2 separate regions of the Mus musculus genome follow, and region 1 is linked to region 2. Evidence: chromatin contacts called from public promoter capture Hi-C data. All regions are on one chromosome and are shown on one strand. The core of a region is the stretch at or near the end of the contact, and the rest is flanking DNA. Distances in the headings are between cores, read along the strand shown. Region 1 holds the start of Ramp2 (receptor (calcitonin) activity modifying protein 2). Region 2 holds the start of Atp6v0a1 (ATPase, H+ transporting, lysosomal V0 subunit A1).

Evidence for each region. Capture Hi-C pulls out chosen DNA fragments and counts their contacts.
Region 1: a contact with region 2 is called in a promoter capture Hi-C map of liver. The contact joins the promoter of Ramp2 here to the promoter of Atp6v0a1 in region 2. A contact is called at or near these places in 4 of 39 promoter capture datasets (3T3-L1-derived adipocytes, cranial neural crest and liver), 3 of 115 datasets of contacts at active chromatin or transcription factors (extraembryonic endoderm stem cells, memory CD8 T cells and pancreatic cancer cells) and 3 of 9 other capture datasets (adipose tissue, liver and pancreatic islet).

Annotation. Positions count from the first base shown.
Region 1 is chr11:101,244,102-101,247,590 of GRCm38.p6, forward strand. Ramp2 (receptor (calcitonin) activity modifying protein 2) reads left to right here and starts at 2,233. Exons shown (of 4, transcript NM_019444.2): 1 at 2,233-2,471; 2 at 2,954-3,043; 3 at 3,485-3,489. The coding sequence starts at 2,351.
Region 2 is chr11:101,007,436-101,010,801 of GRCm38.p6, forward strand. It overlaps Atp6v0a1 (ATPase, H+ transporting, lysosomal V0 subunit A1), which reads left to right and starts at 2,006. Exons shown (of 22, transcript NM_016920.4): 1 at 2,006-2,129.

The DNA of each region.
Region 1 (3,489 bases), core at 983-3,482, 240 kb after region 2:
GTCCACAGAGAGATAGAGGCTGGACCTGGTCAGTGTCCGCCTCCATGTTTGGTGGTTTTACCCACTAGACAAGCTATCCCATTTAAAACCACATTTACTTTTGTCACCTTTAACCTTGACCCTGATGGCACCCAACACACACCAGGCTCTGGAACTTCTGGTCTCATGCATTGGAAATGTCTTCTATTTGCTTTCTGCTTCTCCTTTCTCACCTCTCAACCTTTCTTTCTTTCCTCCTGTCTCCCCCTCAATCTCATGGCCCAGACACTTCCTCCTTGGCCAAGTTTCCTTCTTGAAAAGGGCAGGCCCCGGGCTGGGAAGGAACTCAGTGGATGGAGAGCTTGCCTAGCATGCTTGGGGCCCTGGATTTTATTCTGCACAGCATCAACTGGGCGTGTCTGTGAACTCTTGTCATCCCAACACTCAGAAAATGGATCAGGTAGATAGGAATTCAAGGTCTTCCTTGGCTCTGTTGAGGCAAGTTGGAGCTTTAGGAGATATTGATGCGGAAGGAAGGAAGGAAGGAAGGAAGGAAGGAAGGAAGGAAGGAAGGAAGGAAGGCAAGCAAGCCCAGGGAGTTAGTGGTTAAGAGCATTTTCTGCTCTTGTACAGGAGGAAGTTCAGTTCCCAGCATTCATATCAGGTGGCTCACACTCCCCTGCAACTTCAGCTCCAAAGGACCCCCGTACTCTACTCTGGCTTCTTCAGGCACCTGCACACACACATACATATATGTGCACCCACACAAGGTGACATACATTAAAAAGTATTTAAAATGTAAAGAGTAAAAGGGCAATTCTCTGAAGAATTCTTCCATTCTTGGTCCCCAGTTTGAAGTGGCTCTGAGGCTACCTGGTTCTCTGCACCTCTGATCCTTACCAACAGAACTTTGAGGTGTTCAAAGGGCTACCCCTACCCCTTATAGCTGCCTATAATTAATTCCAGCTGCCTGTGGCCAGCTGGAAGTCTTGCAATGCTTTTTTTTTTTTTTTTTTTTTTTTTAAGGGAGGACCATAAAAGATAACTTTGGTGGACAGGAATCAGTAAACTGGGACAACAGCAACAGCTGAGTTCAAGGGTCAATGTCTGGGAGTAATTGGGAAAGTTTTGCGCTGACAGCTGTGTGCCTGGAGTTGAAAAGTGCGGCCAAACAAGCCCCTGGGCTAATTCAGGCTAATGGCTGGCTGGCCCAATATACAGCAACAGCTGAGTTGTGATAGCTGGCAGGGTCCCTGGGGGCCCAGACTGAGCCTTTGGGGCTTCCCAGTAAAACGTGACCTTAGCCAAGTCACTCAGGAAAGGAAAAAAAGAAAACCGGCTTCTCTTTCCACAAAGGAGATTCCTCCAGAGCAGGAGGAGAGCAAGGTCCTAATAGTGCATGAGAAAACAACGGACAACCGTATAAGACTCCAAGGCTGTAGAGCTGGGGAAGGTAGATTTGGGAACAGAACTTTTCAGTTCAAGTCCTGGGGTCTCTCCTTGAGCTTTAGCTGCCTCCTCCTCTATAAAATAGGTGATGGTGATAATATGCTTGCTTGCCTTGGGGCTGAGGTTCCAGGAGCAGCAGCAGCAGCAACAGCAACCACCACAGCAACAACTCACCTCAAACACTAAGAAGCACATTGGAAGTTCTAGTATCTCCCTTCGCTCTAGCAACCTGGGTAGCCATTTTCCTGGAAATGTAGTCAACTTACTTTTTGCACTCCAATATCAGGTTTGTGGGTAAAGGTCTCAGAATTTACATTGAAGGGGGTTTATTTAGACTTTAACTCCTCCCTACCCTGCTTCTCAGACCTTCTTCCTTTCTCAGTAGAGCCAGGCCCCTCTCCTCTCCGGATTTTGGCAGACATCAGTGGGTGTTCCCTGGGAAAAGAAAGTGGGGCGGGCGCAGCTCTTGACGCCGCTTCCCCCAAACTCCCCTGCCTCAGATACCCAGGCATCGGAGGCCTTTGGAGCTCCCAACTGCCTCCTTCTTCCCCAGGTCTGGGACGGCAGCTGGTCCCCACCCCTCCGGTGCGAGAAGGAGTGAACGACTGGAATCCTTCGGCTGATGCTGGGAGACTTGAGCTAGTCCAGGGAGGGAAGTGGATCGCAGTTCACGGGGTACAGGGGGAGCTGTCCAGCCCCGCAGCCCGAGCTGGAAGCGAGAGTGGGCCAGGGCGCTCCGGGCCGAGCGAGGCGCGGGTGCGGCAGTGACTCCCCCTGCAGCCCGCCCCCCACGTGGCCGCCGCCGTGCCAGCCCCTCCGAGGAAGCGGCGCAGCTTCCTGCGGCTCGGGCCGGGGATATAGGCGCCCCCGCCCGGGCCAGCTCAGCTCCGCTGCCCCTCCTCGCCATCTCACCCAAGGCGTGATGGCCCCGCTCCGGGTAGAGCGCGCCCCGGGTGGATCTCGGCTTGGTGTGACCCGCGCCCAGCGGCCGACAGCGTTGTGCCTCCCTCCGCTGTTGCTGCTGCTGCTGCTGCTGCTGGGCGGTGAGCACCGTGTCGGGCCCGGGTGGGAGATGTGGGAGGTCCGGGAGGGGAAGGGGCCTGGGACATCGAGGCCAGCACGGGACCACCCTGCGAGTACCAATCGACGTGCGGAGCACCTCTGAACTGCAGATGGGTCCTGAATACATCTCTGGGTTGGCGCAGGCCGGCTACTTCCCACTTAATGCTGCTTCCTACTTAAAAGCTGGGGTGCCTGCCCAGACCGGACGGAGAGGTCTTAGGAGGTTCAGGACTGATAAAGAGGGAGGGGGCTTTGGACCAGGATGTGATTGGGACGCAGCTGGTACCAGCCGCTCCCTTCCCTCAATAGGATAATCCCATGGGGGAGGTGGGGAGATTATTCCTCTTTATGTTCCAAAGCAGTGCTGACTTCCCAGGGCCTTGGTCACTACCCGTAAACAGGCACCACTATTCAGACCTCTCCCCACCACTATTCAGGCCTTTCCTTTCATTTCTTTATACAGCTGTCTCAGCCTCTCCGGAGTCCCTGAACCAATCTCTTCCGGAGTCCCAGAATCAATCTCATCCCACTGAGGACAGCCTTGTGTCAAAAGGTGAGTGCCTAAGTCTGTGGGAGAGTGACCTAGAGGGAAGGATAAACCCAACACGGGAGGAATCCTTTCACAAGACAACCTGAGGACCAACTGATGCCCTCTAACCTCTCTGGTGTCTCTTGGGGTTCCTATGGTCTTTCTCCCTACCACACAGGCCAGTGTCTTGCCCCAGTTGGGTAAGAAGGGCAAGACTGGGTGTGTGTGGATATGCTTTCAGGGCTAGGAAAGGAAATTCTATGCACATGATTGCCATTACAGGATCCCTGAGGCACTGAGTCCTGAGAGAGAATGCTCCTCTTAGTCACGAGTGTCCTGCTAGGGAACTTTTCAAAGGGGATTCCCTTCTCTGAAGGCAGAGGACTGTACTTTGGAAATACCTGGATCGGAAGGCTTGGAGGGAAGGTCAGGGGTGTGGTCTTTGTGAAGCCTATGTCCCCACAGGGAAG
Region 2 (3,366 bases), core at 756-3,255:
GCACATAGTACAGTGTTAATTATTGCACTCACCTCTTTCCCCTGCAATTTCTTTAGATGCTTTGTTGATCTACTCGGCCTGGTGTTCACTAGGAGGCAATCCTCCTGCGTCAGCATTCCAAATTACTAGGCTTACTACAGGTGTGAGCCATATACCCCCACCCCCACCCCCAAGTATTGAAATGTACTTCTCAAGATATTTTTTTTTTTTTGGATGGGAAATGTATCTGCTCCATTTTCGTATCTGTGGTACCTAATACTGTCTCACAGTTGTAGACTTCAACAAATATATTACCCATGAGGTATCATCTAACAGACAGAAATGCCCTCTCTGACCATAAAGAAAGGTGGAGGATAGAAAAATAGACATGAATCCCAAACCATAGACATTTGAAATTAGTGAGAGGCAAGATGGCCAAGATTAGAGCACGGAAAGAAAATAGATGAACACTGGGGAAAGATGTCTAGCAGGAGATGAAAGGAAGAAGAAGAAGAAGAAGAAGAAGAAGAAGAAGAAGAAGAAGAAGAAGAAGAAGAAGAAGAAGAAGAAGAAAGTCTTAGCTTAACAGGTTAAAGTATTTCAGACAAGCCTGATGCCCAAGTTCAATTCCTGGGTAACTCGGGGTTAAAGAGAACCAACTCCCACTAAGTTGTTCTCTGACCTCCATAATAACTATTATTATTATTATTATTATTATTATTATTGGACCTCTAAGAGGATGTACTTTCAGGGAAACCACGGCGTGGGGTGTAGAAACAACTCAAGTGAACTATAGTCCGGGATAGGCTTTCTTACAGGTAGTGTATGAAACACTTGTTTGCGGTTAGGAAGCAGCTGACTCTGAGGTTAGCTTTTTTTTTCTAAGTCTACGAGGAAGGAAGTGACAGTCATTGTGAAATACTTGGCAGGATTTCAATTGTGGGTCCCTGCCTGTAGAAGGAGCTTCAGAATGTGAAAACCGTAAAGCCTAGGTCTCAGAAATGCTGCTTCTCGAGAGAATTGTAATGAAGCAATACCTTCAATTACCATGTGCAGTAGAAAAATTCAAATAAAATGTTCACTGTGTCCATCATTTTGTTCGGGCTCACAAAACACGTTTTGTAATACTTCTGCCAAGCAGATAAAAATTATCAGTACAAGTTGCTTTTTTTTTTTTTTTTAAATCCGAAATACCTCCTTCACTACACTTGAATCTCAATGAGTTCCGCCACCCACAGAGACTGACTGACCAGTTCTCCAAGTTCCTCCTGATGTTTCTGCTGACTCCCTACTCTTCTTTAATTGGGGGGAAAGGACTCTATCAATATTTAGAAAAGGAGCTTTAAAAAAAAAAGGTAGGTATTATTTTGCATTCAAAAGATATATGAGGAACTGAAAACTCCTACGTGGTCAGATGGGTTCACAGAAACCTAGTAAGCAAGATAAAAATAATTACTTTGTCAACATGTGGTCTTCCGGGGATTTTTTTTTTTTTTCCAATTTGGATAAGTGTAAATCCTAGGTAGCTGCTGGAAGAATGAATCCGATACTTTGTAAGTGGACGAGATCCTATGTCTCTAATATAGGACTTATCTTAAGTCGCTCTCCAGTCTGGGGCTCAAATATTTTCAGAGGTCTAAGAACGACATAGGATGCGTATACGTAAAGAAGACTAGCTTTGAGGCTCCCTTCAAGCTCTCAGATCATTCTATAATGTGCCCATTTCTTTCATGCTGCTTTCTCCAAGAAAAAGTTGTGAATTGGTTCTCTGGAAAGTAGAGATGGCAGGTAACCTTGCTCCGAGGATAATAGAGAGAAAGGATTCTGATGGGCTCAAAAGGCAAACACTTCAAAAGTCACACGCCCAGCCCAGATGACTTCCAAACTGGGATAGAAATCACAACGCCGGAACAAAGATGGCGACTGCACACCAGGACTCGCCCGAGCCCCATAGACTCTGCACTGCGGCAGCAGGGGAGAGGCAGCATCCTATTGGTCAACTGAGATGAAATCATCTCGGGGGCGGGACTCGACGGTGGCGTGGGGGCGGAGCCTTGCTTGCGTACGCTGGTCGGCGACTCTGCTCAGCCTGAGCCGGGGTCGCTTTGCTGCGGCGGCTGCGGTCGCGGCGGCGGCGGAGCCGGCGAGAGGTGAGCTGGGGTTGTAGAAAGAGCGCTTCCCCGAGTGGCTTTCGAGGGGACGTGGAGCGCACTCGGATACCTCGGATGCTTGTCAGAAGAATTAGCCAGGATCTTAGGTCTCTGAGAAAAATATGGGGGGCTCATCTCCCTCTTCGGACACCCTTCCTGTGGGCAGAGGAACTGGAGGGCCACTGCTCAGGAATGACCCGGGAGAGGAGGAGGCGAAAGGACAGAAGAGATCGGATAGGCAGAGTGATCTGGGGGGATTTCTTAAAGGGTCTTACAATTTGGGGATTTCTTCCCTAACCAGGAGACAGGTTATGCCTGGTCCAGAAAATTTCTGCGCTCTCACTGTGCAGCTTAGAAACGAAGAGGTGAACGACAAATGCTCCCTGCTAGAAAGGGAGGATTGGAGAATCCGAGCGAGAGTCCTCCTGGGAGGACCTTGGGTTTGGATCACCCTTTTGCAGAATTACTTTCTTCGTACTTCATTTCGCGACCCCTGGAAACCGCTTTTCCAAATTCGTATTGTGTTTGGTTTCAGTGGGGGTAGAGATAGTCTTGGAGAGGCCTGTAATCATGAAGGAACAGGAGGAGGGCGGTAACTCACTGGAGGCTGTCAGCCCTGTCAGCCCTGTCAGCTATGCCTGTCAGACATGATTTCATTTATTTTGAGGTTGTGGCATCTATCCTCGTTCAAGGTGGAAAGGACTGGTTATAGCTTATGTGGGTGATTCATATTCTTAAGTCAACCCACATAATCTCTTGAGAAATGCTTGCTTTTAGTCGAGTGTGTTATTTTGCTCTCCTTGAACACCTAATGCCGAAAGGATTTGTTTTTCGGGTTCCTCAAAATGTCTTCCTGCCTTCCCGAAGGGCAAATCTTCTCGGAAACATCAGTCTTATCTATCGATTAACATGGAATTTGCATGACGTTACGACATTAAAAGTGATGCAGTGCATGATGATCTGTTGAGGATAGATACTGCAGATGCTGCTGTACCGAAGCTGAGCGGGGAGCTTATCGCGAATAAATAATTGCATTTTCAGTACCACTGATAGCGCCAGCTGCTGACCTGAACGGAAGCCTTCAGGCTCCTAGGAGAGACTTGACAGATAGAAGAAGGCAGTTGTCTTTGAGGATGGGGATGAGTCGCAGGAAGCTGCAGAGGTGGAAGGCTTTTCCTCCGGCTTGTTAAAAGTGCTTTGTCATTACCAACGTTTTCCTGTCATGCCTGAATTGAAA